2 separate regions of the Zea mays genome follow, and region 2 is linked to region 1. Evidence: chromatin contacts called from public Hi-C data. All regions are on one chromosome and are shown on one strand. The core of a region is the stretch at or near the end of the contact, and the rest is flanking DNA. Distances in the headings are between cores, read along the strand shown.

The links. Hi-C and Micro-C count contacts between places; a contact is called where the count stands out from the background.
Region 2: a contact with region 1 is called in a Hi-C map of bundle sheath, with 2.6 times the contacts expected there. The contact joins the promoter of LOC103638703 here to the promoter of LOC100383344 in region 1. A contact is called at or near these places in 2 of 25 Hi-C or Micro-C datasets (bundle sheath and ear).

The regions. Positions count from the first base shown.
Region 1 is chr9:96,164,199-96,170,553 of Zm-B73-REFERENCE-NAM-5.0, reverse strand. LOC100383344 reads right to left here and starts at 2,437. Exons shown (of 2, transcript NM_001176000.1): 1 at 1,601-2,437; 2 at 1,009-1,504. The coding sequence starts at 2,361. The coding sequence ends at 1,372. It overlaps LOC100192097, which reads left to right. Exons shown (of 9, transcript NM_001137520.1): 9 at 311-918. The coding sequence ends at 652.
Region 2 is chr9:96,741,492-96,748,676 of Zm-B73-REFERENCE-NAM-5.0, reverse strand. LOC103638703 (C2 and GRAM domain-containing protein) reads right to left here and starts at 3,202. Exons shown (of 9, transcript XM_008661542.2): 1 at 2,159-3,202; 2 at 624-2,015; 3 at 340-522; 4 at 1-250. The coding sequence starts at 2,657. It overlaps LOC100273945 (26S proteasome regulatory subunit 10B homolog A), which reads right to left. Exons shown (of 10, transcript XM_008661540.3): 8 at 6,465-6,656; 9 at 6,274-6,372; 10 at 5,744-6,179. The coding sequence ends at 6,105.

The sequences.
Region 1 (6,355 bases), core at 1,188-3,687:
TTCTTTAGCTGGGCGATTTGTGGTATTGTTAGGTTTGTAACCTAGTTAATAGTTATATGTTAAATTCATTGCAAGTACATAATCCATACTTTTGTGGAGTTGACAGCTATTTGAATAAGAAAACAAAAAATTAAAAGGCTCCGAAAGCCTAGTCTGGTCTTGTTTTCACTGGATTCTTGCTTTTGAATTTCCAATTACAGTTATGTCACACTTAAAGTTTTCATAGCCAGCTTGACACTAACCCACTAGGTATAAAGGTTATGGCTCTCTAACTTCTGAAGGATGTTATATTATTTTCTGTTGATCTTAGATACCTACAACAAGAGCTAGGTCACCAAAGCTTGGTCGCTCCAAGAACACATCCTCAGGAGGGACAGAAGGGAATCCAAATCCTCCAGCTCGTTCAGGTCGACTGAGTCTCGATGAAAGGGTCTCCCAAAATGGTGTCAAGAAAGCACCTGCTGCAAATGCAGTGAAGAAGCCCCAACGGAAATCTCTACCTAAACTGCCTTCAGAGCAAACAACCAAAGTTGACATTGCACCATCTGTTCCATCTGCAGAAGAGCTAGAAAACAAGTCGCCGACGAAGGGTCTTGATCGAGAGCCGATCCGCGCTCAAATTACACCTGACGAACCTGGACTTACTGCATAGGAACCTATCAAGCCGACTCCTATGAAAGGAGGGAGTTGTGCCCCAGCTTCCTTTATCACATTTTGCTATTTCTGCAGTAAACTGCTGGCTGGTATTATGTATTAGAATTAGTCTCAGCACCAGGAGCTTGAAGAGTGGCAAGTGACACCGTGTATTCTTTATCTTAGTTTCTGTTGACATACCAGGTATTTGTAGTTGGCAGACAGGCAGAATTTCATATTATTCTCCAGGGCTACCAGTCAATTAAGTTGCCGTCCAAGTAAGATATGTACACGATTTTGCAAAGCTTTGTGATTCAGTGCATCAGTTCTTGCAGTTCGATATCTGCTCTTCTTGGAAGATGCTCTGCTCGGATGAAGCAGCAGGAAGGGGTTTTGACGTTTATTTCACGAGGGATACTGCATTACTAGTAATGATACACAAGTGACTAGGAACATACTGCACGTACAAGTTCAGCAGGGTCTCAATCTACATATCTACTATACATAGCCCTGCAAAGTCTATAGACGCTAATAGGCTTAGGCGCGTGTGTGCTCTGCCAGATTCAGTTTTACATGTGCCGTGATTCAGTTCACAAGCGGCGAGGAGCCTGCCGGCGATGTGAGTCACTCGTCGGGGGTTTCTGCACGGTTATCACCCAGTCACTCTCCACTCTCCAGGGTTCCAGATTCAGCTTCGTTCACAGGCGGTGGTGAGATCTAGATCGAGTTCACGATCATCTAAGAGGCCGCTGTGATGGAAGGACGCTGAGCTGCCCCCTGGAACAGCGAAGGCGGTGGCAAGGGCTCGGAGTTCTCTTCCTCGTCTTCCTCGGCGTCCCACAGGAACCCGGCGTAAGAGCCCAGGACGTAGCTGAAGCGGAAGCAAGATCACTGTTGTCAGCGCGATCTGAATAGACAGTATATGTGTATATCGGCGTGTAACAAGAATCACGGTGATGTCACTGACCAGTCGTCGGGCGCGGCCTGGACGGCGCGGCTGTAGTAGTCCTCGGCGCGGCCAGCGTCGCGGCTGGTCTCCCAAACGAGGCCCGCGTAGAGCGACAGCGCCTCGGCGTCGCCGGGGCTGGCGAGGATGGCGCGCTCGCAGTACTCCTGCGCCCTTGCCGCGTCCCCGGCCACCTCCTTGAGGAACCTGGCGTAGTTGACCAGGAGCAGCGAGTTGCCCGGGTCCGCCTCGATCATCTGCCGGTAGTGGGCGTCCGTGGCGGCGCGGTTGCTGCCACCGTCGCCGTCCCCGATCCCACCCTTGCCGCCGCTGCTGCCGCACGCCTTCCCGCCCCCGCCGCTGCCCCCGACGCCCTGCTCCACGAACGCCAGCGCCGCGGCGGCGGACACGTCCAGCCCCGTGTTCGTCAGCAGCCGACGCAGCGGCAGCGGCACGTCCACGCCGGCCCCCGCGACCGCGACCAGGTCCTCCTCCTCCTCGCCCTCGCCGTCCTCCTCCTCGACGAAGATGGAGGCGGACGAGGACAAGGACGCGGACAGGGACAGCCTCGGCGCCCTCCCGTGTCCATCGTCCTTCTTGGGCACGAGCGGCGCGGCGAGGTCCCCCTCGGACATGGCGCGGCACAGCACCGGCCCATGCCTAGGCGCCGCCACTGCCGGTGACAACAACGGCGAAACCACCGCGAGGTGCTCGACCGACGCCGCCGCAGCCGGCGCGCGCCCGCAGTTGAGCAGCGGCGAGGACGCGCTCCGAAGCAGCATCACGCCAGCCAGACTTCACTCGTCCTCGGCTCTCGGGCCCTCTCTCTCTCTCTCTCGCAAATATCGCGAGCGGCAGTGTCCGCGCCCGTGCCACTGAGTCACTGACATCCCACGGGGCCGCGAATATTTATAAGCCCGCGCGGCGCGCGCACGTGATGGCGTCCGGCGTGGCGTCCGCTGAGTGGCCGCAGCGATACGCGCCGTGGGTCCCGTGTTGGCCCGCCGGCTGCCGCAGTGGCTGTCGCTTTGGGAGGTGGGGCCCGTTGGTGGAGGGGCGGGCCCGAGAGCGGACGGACGAAACGAGCTGCGGGCTACGCGACGGAACGCGGGGCAGCGGGTGGGTGAGCGCGACGGCGGTTGGACTGCCGGACGGGTACTGATTTGCCCTTGGCTACCAATGATTGGCCGCCGCAAGGTTTTACATGCTTGGCTGCCATGAGCGGACAGCAACCAGGGCGTCGGTCTACGGCGGCTGAGGGACAGAGCTGTGTGGAGCTCGCGCCGTGGTTAGATGGGTCAAGTTGTGTGTGAAAACGGTGTGGTTTTAGAGGAGAACAAATTCAAAAGATAGGTAGGCTCAAGATCTTCGTTTGGGATGATAGGTTGCTAGAGGGTTTTGAACAGGGGAACCTATTTATGTTCAAATGGCAGGATGTCATATACACAATGTGAGATAAATGTCTTAGATTTAAAATATGCACGTGAACACTGAATATGTTGCCTTTGGATAGAGAGGAGCGAGGAGCAATTTTTTCTTTAACTCTCACTTCCAAATATAAATGAACATACATACTCATGATCTGAATCTGTGAGAGCTATATTGAATGCTTGTTTGATAGAGCTCCACGGGTAGAAGAAGTGAACCTGGATCCTATATTTATCTAGATGCACCGTGAAGCAGCTCTGCCATAGATCTAAGACTCGCTAAATTATTTGATATAACTCTACATCTCTTTGTATCTCACTGTCACCTTGGATCCCATACGCCGAAAAAAAGAATAAAATCATGGCAACTTTAAAAAAAACTTCGTGAACAAATCTGCTCCAAAAAAACCCTACCAAGTGGCCCTAAATCATTAGAACATGTAGTTCTACTAAACTTGTGAAAATGTATTGTTAATATTTATGACTCAACATAGTTATATCATAAATATATATTCAATAATAAATATAATAATATATATTTGTAGTCCTTTATATGTTTTTCCTCAAATTAACTTTGAGTAGTTAAGCTAGTACCGTGTGTTTGTTATAAGAAAGAAAATCGAAACAAAAGGTTTTTTTTATTCTATTGCAATATAGCCATTGATTTCTACACTTAATTTTACTTTATTATAGATCCTTGATTCTAGAAGTTCCTTCTCTAAGAATTTGGTTTCAATTAATTCTATATATTATTATTTTTATCTTTTAATTAATGGGTCTCGTTTTATTAGAAACCGTAAAAGACTATTTGAATTTACTATAATTGTTTATGCAGGCATTTTATGATTAAGAACTATTTTTTTCTTAGGCATACTGTGTGGCCGTAGTTTACTATAACGCTTGAATACGCTATATATATATATATATATATATATATATATATATATATATATATATATATATATATATATATATATATATATATATATATATATATATATATATATCCGTGCTCAGATCATTGGATTAAACATTAAAGTATTACACTTACCAGCCCCGCTAGAATTTAAGACAAATGAACGGTTTTTCTGTTGGTTGCTTTATATTCTTGCAGAACTCTAGATATGCATATATTTTTTTCATGACGTGCCTAGGACATGTAGATCTTTTTGTACCAGCTCTGAGCAGATATTAAGGGCCCGTTTAGCACAGCTCCAGCTCCTGATTCTAAGCGAGGATCTGGAGAAGCCGTGTCAAACGGGTATTTTTTTAAACTGATTCTCGTGTGGAGCCGAAAGATCGGGAGTCGTTTTTGTGAAGAAAGGTGGGATCTAAAAAAACCTGCTCCACCCTCCCTTAAAACAGCTCCTCAACCAACCAAATATGGACCTTTCCTTAAAGTTTGATCGAAATTACCCGCAATTGCCATTGGACAAAAACATAACGAGCCAATTTATGGATTAAACATTTGAGACCATTTTATGCACTACTATGATGAGAATATTTTATATGTTATTGTTTCATATTTTTTCTGTATATGCATCCTACTTATTGGTTTGTAACAAAGTTGAACTACAAAGGGTAAAACAGACAATCGCCACAGACCACCAACTCTCATAAGACAAAAATCAGTTTACTTGCCAAACGATTTTAAAAATGATTCTGAATTTTTATGAGAATCAGGAGAATTAGCTCATCACGAGGATTAGGATCTGAAGCTAAAGAAGCAGGAGCTGGAGCTTTGCCAAACGGGCCCTAAGCAGCACCAGAGAAACCGCGGCCCGATCTCCGAAATTTTGTGTGGCCGTGGGATTATTTTTTCGATTGCCGACCTTCACTTTTCGATCTCGCGTGCGCGAATTCCGCATCCTCCGTCAGTATCTGGAATGGCGGCTGTGAAACTAGTTTTAGTTTGTGTTTTTATGGACCAACCTACATTCTTATTTTATCAAACAAATTGTTAGTCTACATATGTATTGTAAATCAGTGATAACAAGATTTGAGAGAATGTACAAATGATAGTTATCTCTTTATCGAAGGAGAGATTATGTTTATATACATATGAAATGATGCATTCCTAAGCAGTGGCGGAGCCAGAATTTCTCTGAGTATATGGCCGAATATAACACTAAAAATTATTCATACCGGCTAAAAAATTTAAATCAAAAAATACATAGATAATGCCACATATAAACTTTATTTGGACACAATAATTGTAATTAAAATAAAATTGGCTTAAACAAATGATTAACTAATTAAAAATAATAATAGATCTCTGTCTCTATAACCAATTTATCAATTGTTTGGGTGGCTTTCGTTAGCAAAACGATACTTGTTTACATCACTGCAGAAAGCTTAAAGAAGAAAAAAGTGGTGTTTGGTTTATTCGAAGTTGAATGTTCTCGTTCCTCAAACAGATTTTAGGTTGGAGATTTCAGCAAACCTGATTTCAGCAAATCTTCTGAAGTATCCATATACAATACAATATCTCTAAATACTACACACTAGGCTGACTGCCTACTGACTGCAGTCCACAGCCGCTGGGCGCCTGGTTGCCACGCTAACTGCGCCCGCTTGCACACCCCGAGAATTGCCATGCTAAACTACGCGTTGTGCGGCTGCTTGCCCGCCTGTACGTCACGCCTTCTCTCTACACCGTTTGTGGCTACTCTTCTAACCCTAGCTAAAATATGATATAACTCTGCATCTCTTTGTATCTCACGATCACCTTGGATCCCATACATCGAAAAAAGAATAAAATCATGGCACCTTTAAAAAAAACTTAGTGAACAAATCTACTTCAAAAAACCCTCTACCGAGTGGCCCTAAATCATTAGAACATGTAGTTCTACTGAACTTGTGAAAATGTATTGTTAATATTTATGACTCAACATAGTTATATCATAAATATATATTCAATAATAAATATATTAATACATATTTGTAGTCCTTTATATATTTTTTTCTCAAATTAACTTTCAGTAGTTAAGTTGGTACCGTGTGTTTGTTATAAGAAAGAAAATCGAGAAACAATGATTTTTTTATTTATTCTATTGCAATATAGCCATTGATTTGTACACTTAATTTTAATTTATTATATATCCTTGATTCTAGAAGTTCCTTCTCTAAGAATTTGATTTCAATTAATTCTATATATTATTATTACTATCTTTTAATTAATGGGTCTCGTTTTATTAGAAACCGTAAAAGACTATTTGAACTTACTATAATTATTTATGCAGGCATTTTATGATTAAGAACTATTTTTTTCTTAGGCATACTCTGTGGCCGTAGTTTACTATTACGCTTGAATACGTTATATATTCTTTGTCGCTATGTCTATCCTAGT
Region 2 (7,185 bases), core at 1,953-4,452, 580 kb before region 1:
ATCTTTGCTAGGTAGTTCATGACGACTTCGGTGCCCCTCGAGTTGTTCAAGAATATTCTCAAGTGCAGCCTAGGGTTGCTCGCTTGGTCACACTTCCCACTGACAGGAAGCCATATGTCAGTCAGTTCTGACAGATTGTTCTTCAGAAAGTTGACTTCTGTGTGGCCAATGACGCACTGTCCGCTCGAGTCATAGATCGCAACGTCCATCCTTGACGGAGGATCGTCCATGGCATCAAACTCGAATATCTCTAGAAAAAGGCAAACATCAAATTAAAAGCTCCATTTTGGATCACTGCACAGTTGACAACAGAGGGAAAGGTGAAAGTAATTAACTAACCGTTCCATTTTGGATCGGACGTCTGAAACTTAATCGAGCTCGTTTTCCTCTTGGCATTGCATGTGAAAACAACGTAGATATCAAAGAGGTCAGATGAGCCAGTAGCTATGATGCCAGTGCCTTCTATAAGCGCTACGGTCAACAGCCAACCGTCCCCGTGAGCTTTGACCCCATGATCACTGCCTGATACAGGGAACCAAGTCAATACAAACAGCTAGCTATATTCATCAGCCAATTAAAGTTGGACGATTTCATAAAGAACAAAGAAGGGCCTTGTTAATTACCTCTCTGTTTCCACGCACTCAAGAAGCGCCGTGTTACCTTGACGATGTTCTGTCCCTGAAGGATCAAAACCGCGCAGACCACAACCTCCCCGATGGAGTCCGGAAGGTCGAGGCCAAAATACTCGAGCCCGTGCATCACGTCGGGCTTGGACAGATGAAGGTGCGCTATGACGTAGAGCGCTATGGCGACGGAGAAAATGAACGTGAAGTTCCCGAGGAAGCGGACGACCAGCCGCCAGCACGATTCCTTCTGCGCGTGCAGCGAAGCCAGAATCTTCTCCTTGTTGGAGTTGGCGTCGTCAAGCTCGGCCGTCTTGAGCTTCTGGGACAGCACCTCGGAGAACTGGGCGAAACCTTCGGCCATGCCTTGCTTGGCGCCACTCTCGATCATCCCTTTGATCATCGTGCTCTGGACGAAGTTCACCCTCCAGCTCACGGTGAGGTGGCACGTCTGCTCTTCGGACGGGAGCTGGGGACCCGGCGTGACGCAGTACAGTATCTCCACCTTGAAGCAGTTCCCGCAGGGGACGTCGGGAGTGCTGACGACGGAGAACACCGCGTACGAGTTCCCGGCCGCTTTCAGGTACTTCTGCTCTTCCGTGGCTTTCACGGCCTTCACCAGCTTGCTTGCGGCCTTCGTGTAGCTCAGTGTCCTCTGCACGAAGCTCTCGCTGCTGTCGAGCTTCCACGGCTCGATCTGGAACCCGCTCGTTCCTTGGAGCTCCGCCACTGCTGGCCAGAAGTCTGAGCTCGCCGAGAACAGGAGAGAGTTGAGCTCGGTGGGAGCGGCGACGTAGGACTCGTCGACCAGCGTGCCACCAGGCAAGGCGGCCGGCATTTCGCTGCCTTGGTCTTTTGACTCCATGACTTTGAGCAGCTCGTCGAGGCTTGGCTCAGGTACCGTGACTCTCTCGGGGATCTCACGGTCTTCTGATGAGCTCGCGTTTGGCTCTTGCAGCTGACGGTCGACGACTGGATGGTCGGTGGTGTCCGATGCGACAGAATGCTGCACCTGCTGCACGGTGGCGTTCTCGGGTTTCCTGAAGAAGTAGCGGGACAGGACCTCCACCACTGACGACGGGGTTGGCATCGCGTCGGTGTCTGCGGCTGCTGCTGGTCCACCAGGGTCAGGGGCTGCTAAGTCCTCCACGCTGCTCCGGTCTGGCTGCTCCAGAATGCTGGAAGGGAATCGCTCGAAGCTGCTGCGAGACGCTCGTTCGATGCTGGGGACGGCTGATAGGTCGATGCAGCTATATGTTGTCGACAGCGTTTTGTGCTCGATGGTGCTGTCTGAACTGGACGCCAGGTCGTCTGATGCAGGATGGGGAACGCTCTGTGATTCTTCGGATACGTGGGTTCTTGTGGACAACGATACGTGCAGACAAACTTCTCCTGAAAATTTAGCAAGCAAATCTAGGTCATGGATCAAGACGAAAAATCACTAGTATTTGATTTGCATCGTACTCCACTCCACGTGGATAATGTTGCGGGAAGAAAGAAGGAGAGGTTGAGAAAGCGCGCAACTGCGATGATACCGCGGCATTTCTTCTTGGACTTTTTGCTCTTGGGCTGGAGCTGGTACCACTGGGTGCCGAGGGAGAGGTCGTCGGTCTCCATGACCTGGGACAGCGGCAGGCGGACCTGACCCAGCAGGTCGTTGCTAAAGTACTTGTCCTCGTTGAGCACGGACACGACCAGCTCCTCGGCGACGTTGCCCACGAGGAAGCTGAACTCCTCGTCCCAGGCGGGCGACAGGCTGCGCTTCACCACGGCCGTCTTGGCGCGCCGCTTGCCCAGCTTGAGCTTCACGAAGGGGTCGCTGGAGCCGTTGAGGTGCACGGCGGGGAGGCCACGCGCCTCCACCACGCGCACCAGCAGCTTCATCGGCGTAACCCGCAGCGCGCTCTCCGTCGCCGCCTCCACGGACGTAGTGCTGTTCCTCCCCGGTTTCGTCATGGACGGGAGCGACATCGCCGCGGCGGCGGCCGCCGCCTCCGACACCGTCGACGCGCTCCTCGCCGCCGACTTGGTCATGCATGCGATGCGAGGGTCCCGGCCGGCGGCGGTGATGAACGGATCGGTCAAGGAAGAGCGACGGTGATAGAGCGAATCGATCAAGAAAGAGCGGGAGAGAGGTTGGACGGTTTTGAGCTATTGCTTCCTCCCCCGCTGTGGTTCGTGCAGCATGGGCTGGGCTGTTTCAGGTTTCTAAACATAGGCATAGGCGTGGGGACAAAATGTTCAGGTTTCTAAACATTTGCATAGGGAGAAAAAAAAACGCTGGGATTCCTATGTACGAGGATGGGCAAGCTCCGTGCCGCATGGGCTGCTTCAGGTTCAGGTTACCAACATAGGCACATTCCAAACATAGCCAAAAACTGAAGACGAATGAACCAAACCAATCAAAGAAGCGACCCCCACGTGACATGGCCACTTTCATATCAAGAAAGAAGCAAAAAGCCAAAAACCAGCCATATCAGGCCTCAGTGGGAAGCGCGCTCAGAAGAAACGGGTGCAAGCTATCCACGTGACAGCAGGCGCTCCGACTCCGAAGACATAGGTGGGAAGCAAGCTATCCCCCTTGGCAGACGCTCCAAGACATAGGTGTGAAGCAAGGTACCCACGTGGCAGGCGCTTCCAAGTGATATTCTAGGGATCAGCAAGAGGTTCCCTGCTTTTATACAGAGAGATATCTTTCTATTTTTACAGTAGAATAGTAGTATTTCTTTTAGCTTTTAGTTTTATATCTATATTTAAATAGATAGTAATAATGAATATAGACACATATATAAAATACATATATTACATATGGACAAGTATAATAGGAGTTCTGCTGGGCTTCCAATAGTTAAAGTAAGCCCAGCAACCACCCCTGCAACCTGGTTCAATCCGGCGCGCCGACTCAAACAGGCTGTTGGGTGCCCCACGCCTATGCGCGTAAAAAAAGAAATACATGCATGAGTCAAACACGTTCCCTTGCATGCGCGTAAATTTATGAAACAGATGTGTGGTGGTTTCTATTTTTAAATGTTTTATTTTTCTCCATAAATATAGGATTGCTGCAACAGCCATGCAGCTAGACTCGTACGAACCATTTTATGATATATATATCGATACTAAATATGCTACACTGTGTAGATAATTATGCAATTCGGTATACTACGTAAAAATCTGTTACCCGCTGCATGCGCACAAATTTATGATGGAAAGAATGTGCAATGAAAGGAAATGAATTGGCATGCATAGAAACAAAAAATCGTATTTAATGTTTTATTTCCTTCGTAAATATAGGATCCCTCCAATAGCAATGCCTCTAAACTCGTTAGAACTAGTTTATGATATATACTTATACTAATTATACTATACGGTGTAGATATTTATGCAATTCGGTACACTGCGTAAAAATTTGTTTCCTGCTGCATACGCACAAATTTAGGATGGCAAGATTTACGATGAAAGAAAATCGATTGACATGCATGAAAACAAAAAAACTTATTTAAATGCTTTATTTCCTCCATAAATATAGGATAGCTCCAACAAACATGCAACTAGGCTCGTTAGACCTATTTATGATATATACTTATACAAATTATGCTACATGATGTAAGTATTTATACAATGTGGTACACTTCGTAAAAAATCTAGTATATTGTTCACTGGTGGATGCATCTTCAGGTTCGAGCTTAAAAACCTTAAGTTTTGAGCATAAAACCCCTCAGTTATAAGCGTAAATACCGAGCCAATGTGAAAGGTTGATAGCTCTAGTAGGTTGTTATTACGGTTCTATTTTTATGTCAGATTCGAAAAACATGACTCCTGGGAGTTCCCATTTCATGCACGCAAATTTTGGATTATATTTTTCTTTCTAGTTCACCCGCTAAAAATTGGATGACATGAGTCACAGAGAGCATAGATTCTTATACAACGTCTTATAAATAATTACACTGTGTAGCATAATATATCGGTCCAACTAAGAACGCCAGCGGAAATTAGGGTCAGTTTTATGGCAAACGTAAAAATCTGGCATTTACGAACATAAGTGATTTGATTTAATTTTTTATGATAGTTACGAACAAGCGGAATTAGGGATAGTTATATGGCAGACGTACAAATCTAGCATTTACGAACATAAATGATTTGATTTTTTATGGTAATTATGAACAGCATAAATCAAGGAATTGTCTTTCCAATGTGCATGTAGTAAACTGATATACAAACTATGTGTTCAAGCATAAAATCATATAGTTTTAGCGTAAATAATACATGTGGTAGGCATAAAACACAATAATCGAAAAGAAAACACGAATGGGAGGAGGTAGTGGCTGGAGGACGTCATCGACGACACAAGCACAGATGTAGGTCGTCACTCGGGCCGCCCGAACTGCGCCGGATCGGAGGATGTCACGCGCGGTCATCGCTGCGCGCACTTCGCGCCTTCCGTGACGCCGCTCGAACCTCATGCCTTGTGCGCCGTCGTCGTTACTCGCACGCCGAGGGGCGCCGCTTGCTCGTCGGCCTTGAAAGTGTCGTCGCCTCGGGGCCACGGGGACGCCGCCGCTTGCCCGCATAAGGGTCTCGCTGCCGCTCGCCCTCTGGATCGAGGAGCCACCCCCACCGACCTGGGAACCGCCGCCACTACTCCGGATCGAGGAACCGCTGCCACCACGCGTCGAGGTCAAGGAGCCGCGACCACCGCAGCCACCAGCTGAGGATCCACCGCCACGCACGCTCTCAGGCAACCGCCATCGTTGCACGCGTCGTCGCTAATGAATCGGGATGGGGCATGAAAAACTAAACCCTAGCACTCTGGGTCTTGTTTTATAGACGTCCGGACTTGGTCCGGCTCGACCGAATTGCACCATCCGACCTGGATTTCCTCTAATTATTGGAAGCACATGGCTCTTAATATATAAACTATATTACATATATTAAATATTGTCTGAATCCATTAATTACCCACATATAAGCGATGAGGTATATCTGTATATATAACCATTAAAGTATTGTTAGTCCTCTATAGATTTTTCAGATGAATTCTTTCTAATTTTATAAACTACTATGATAATATAATAATATATATTAAAAATAGCCTTCTTTGATTTTTTTTTCATATCCTAAAATAATGTAAAGGAGTATGTATCCATACCATAAGCAAAAGAACGCACCCTGTATTGAGAGATAAAAAGCAAGAACAAGAGCTTCACATGAATTTGGACGTCTACAGACTACATCCATGACCCAACTGCCAGATGTCCCTCCACATCCATCCTGGAATCTATCCAACTGCCAAATTTCCCTCCACAACCATCCTGGAATCTATCAGATATCAGATAGAATTTAGAAAAATCAAGAGTTTGCTTGCTCTTGCTCCCAGGGCGTCTGGATGAGAGTTCTTCCATCCAGGATAAGATGAATACAGCCTAACACAGTTTGCAATATGATCAGAACAGCTCCGGATCAGGTGATACACTGATACCCCGTTCAATCCTTGCCGAAGTCAGCACTGTAGTGCGCACTGGACTCGAGCTTCTTGGCATCATTCAGCTTGCGCACAGCCTGAACAATTTCATCACAAAGGGAAGGGGGCCGGGCACAGTTAGCACCAAGCAAGCTCCATCTAGTACAAGAAAACTAGGGTATGCAATCGCACCTTCATGAAGTCCTCGTGAATGACATAGTCACGCTCCGCTCGGATAGCAGCCATGCCGGCTTCTGTGCACAAGTTGCGCATATCGGCTCCATTGAAGCCCTGTAATATTATTGCAATAGTTAGGGTTCAGGAGATAGCTCAAAATCATGTTAAGGAATTTACATAGCTAGATTGACTAAAGACTGGCTCACCTCAGCTAGTTTGACTACAGCTTCATAGTCAATCTCCCCATGCTTTGCGATGCCAGCTGCATGAATCTTGAGGACCTCCATCCTCCCTTGTTCATTCGGCAGTGGGATCTCGATCTTCCTGTCCAACCGACCAGGTCGAAGGAGTGCAGGATCCAAAACATCAGGCCGGTTGGTTGCCATGATCATTTTCACCTATATAAACAAGAACGTTTTTTGTGACACACTACGCAAGTACACAGCACTGAAAATATTAGGACAAGCTGTAAGGAACAACCGAACAACCAGCATCATCTTTATAGTCTCTAGCTTTGTACACCAAAATTACAGCATCACTGTGTCGGCAAAAAATACAATGTGGCAAATGATTGATTGTGTACTGTATGAGGGCAGAAGATTGACTGGAATAAAAAAAATAATTATTCTCTTGTCACAAATTGTGAACTGATTTTGCATCAAGCAAATGCAATATGGATCTACAGCACTTGGTGTATAATTTAGAAAAAAACTTTCATGTCACTACGTACTGGTCCTAAGAAATGAACAGCGGACAATTTTTTTCGGACAATTTTTTTTTGAACTACGCAGGAGAGCTGCGTGTCATTTCATATAAGGTAAAAAAGAAACAATGGGGACAGACAGGTTAGACCTGTCCCGAGTACAAGAACAGCAAATACCCCAACACTAAACCCCACACTAAAAAACAAAATGATCGACAAAAGGA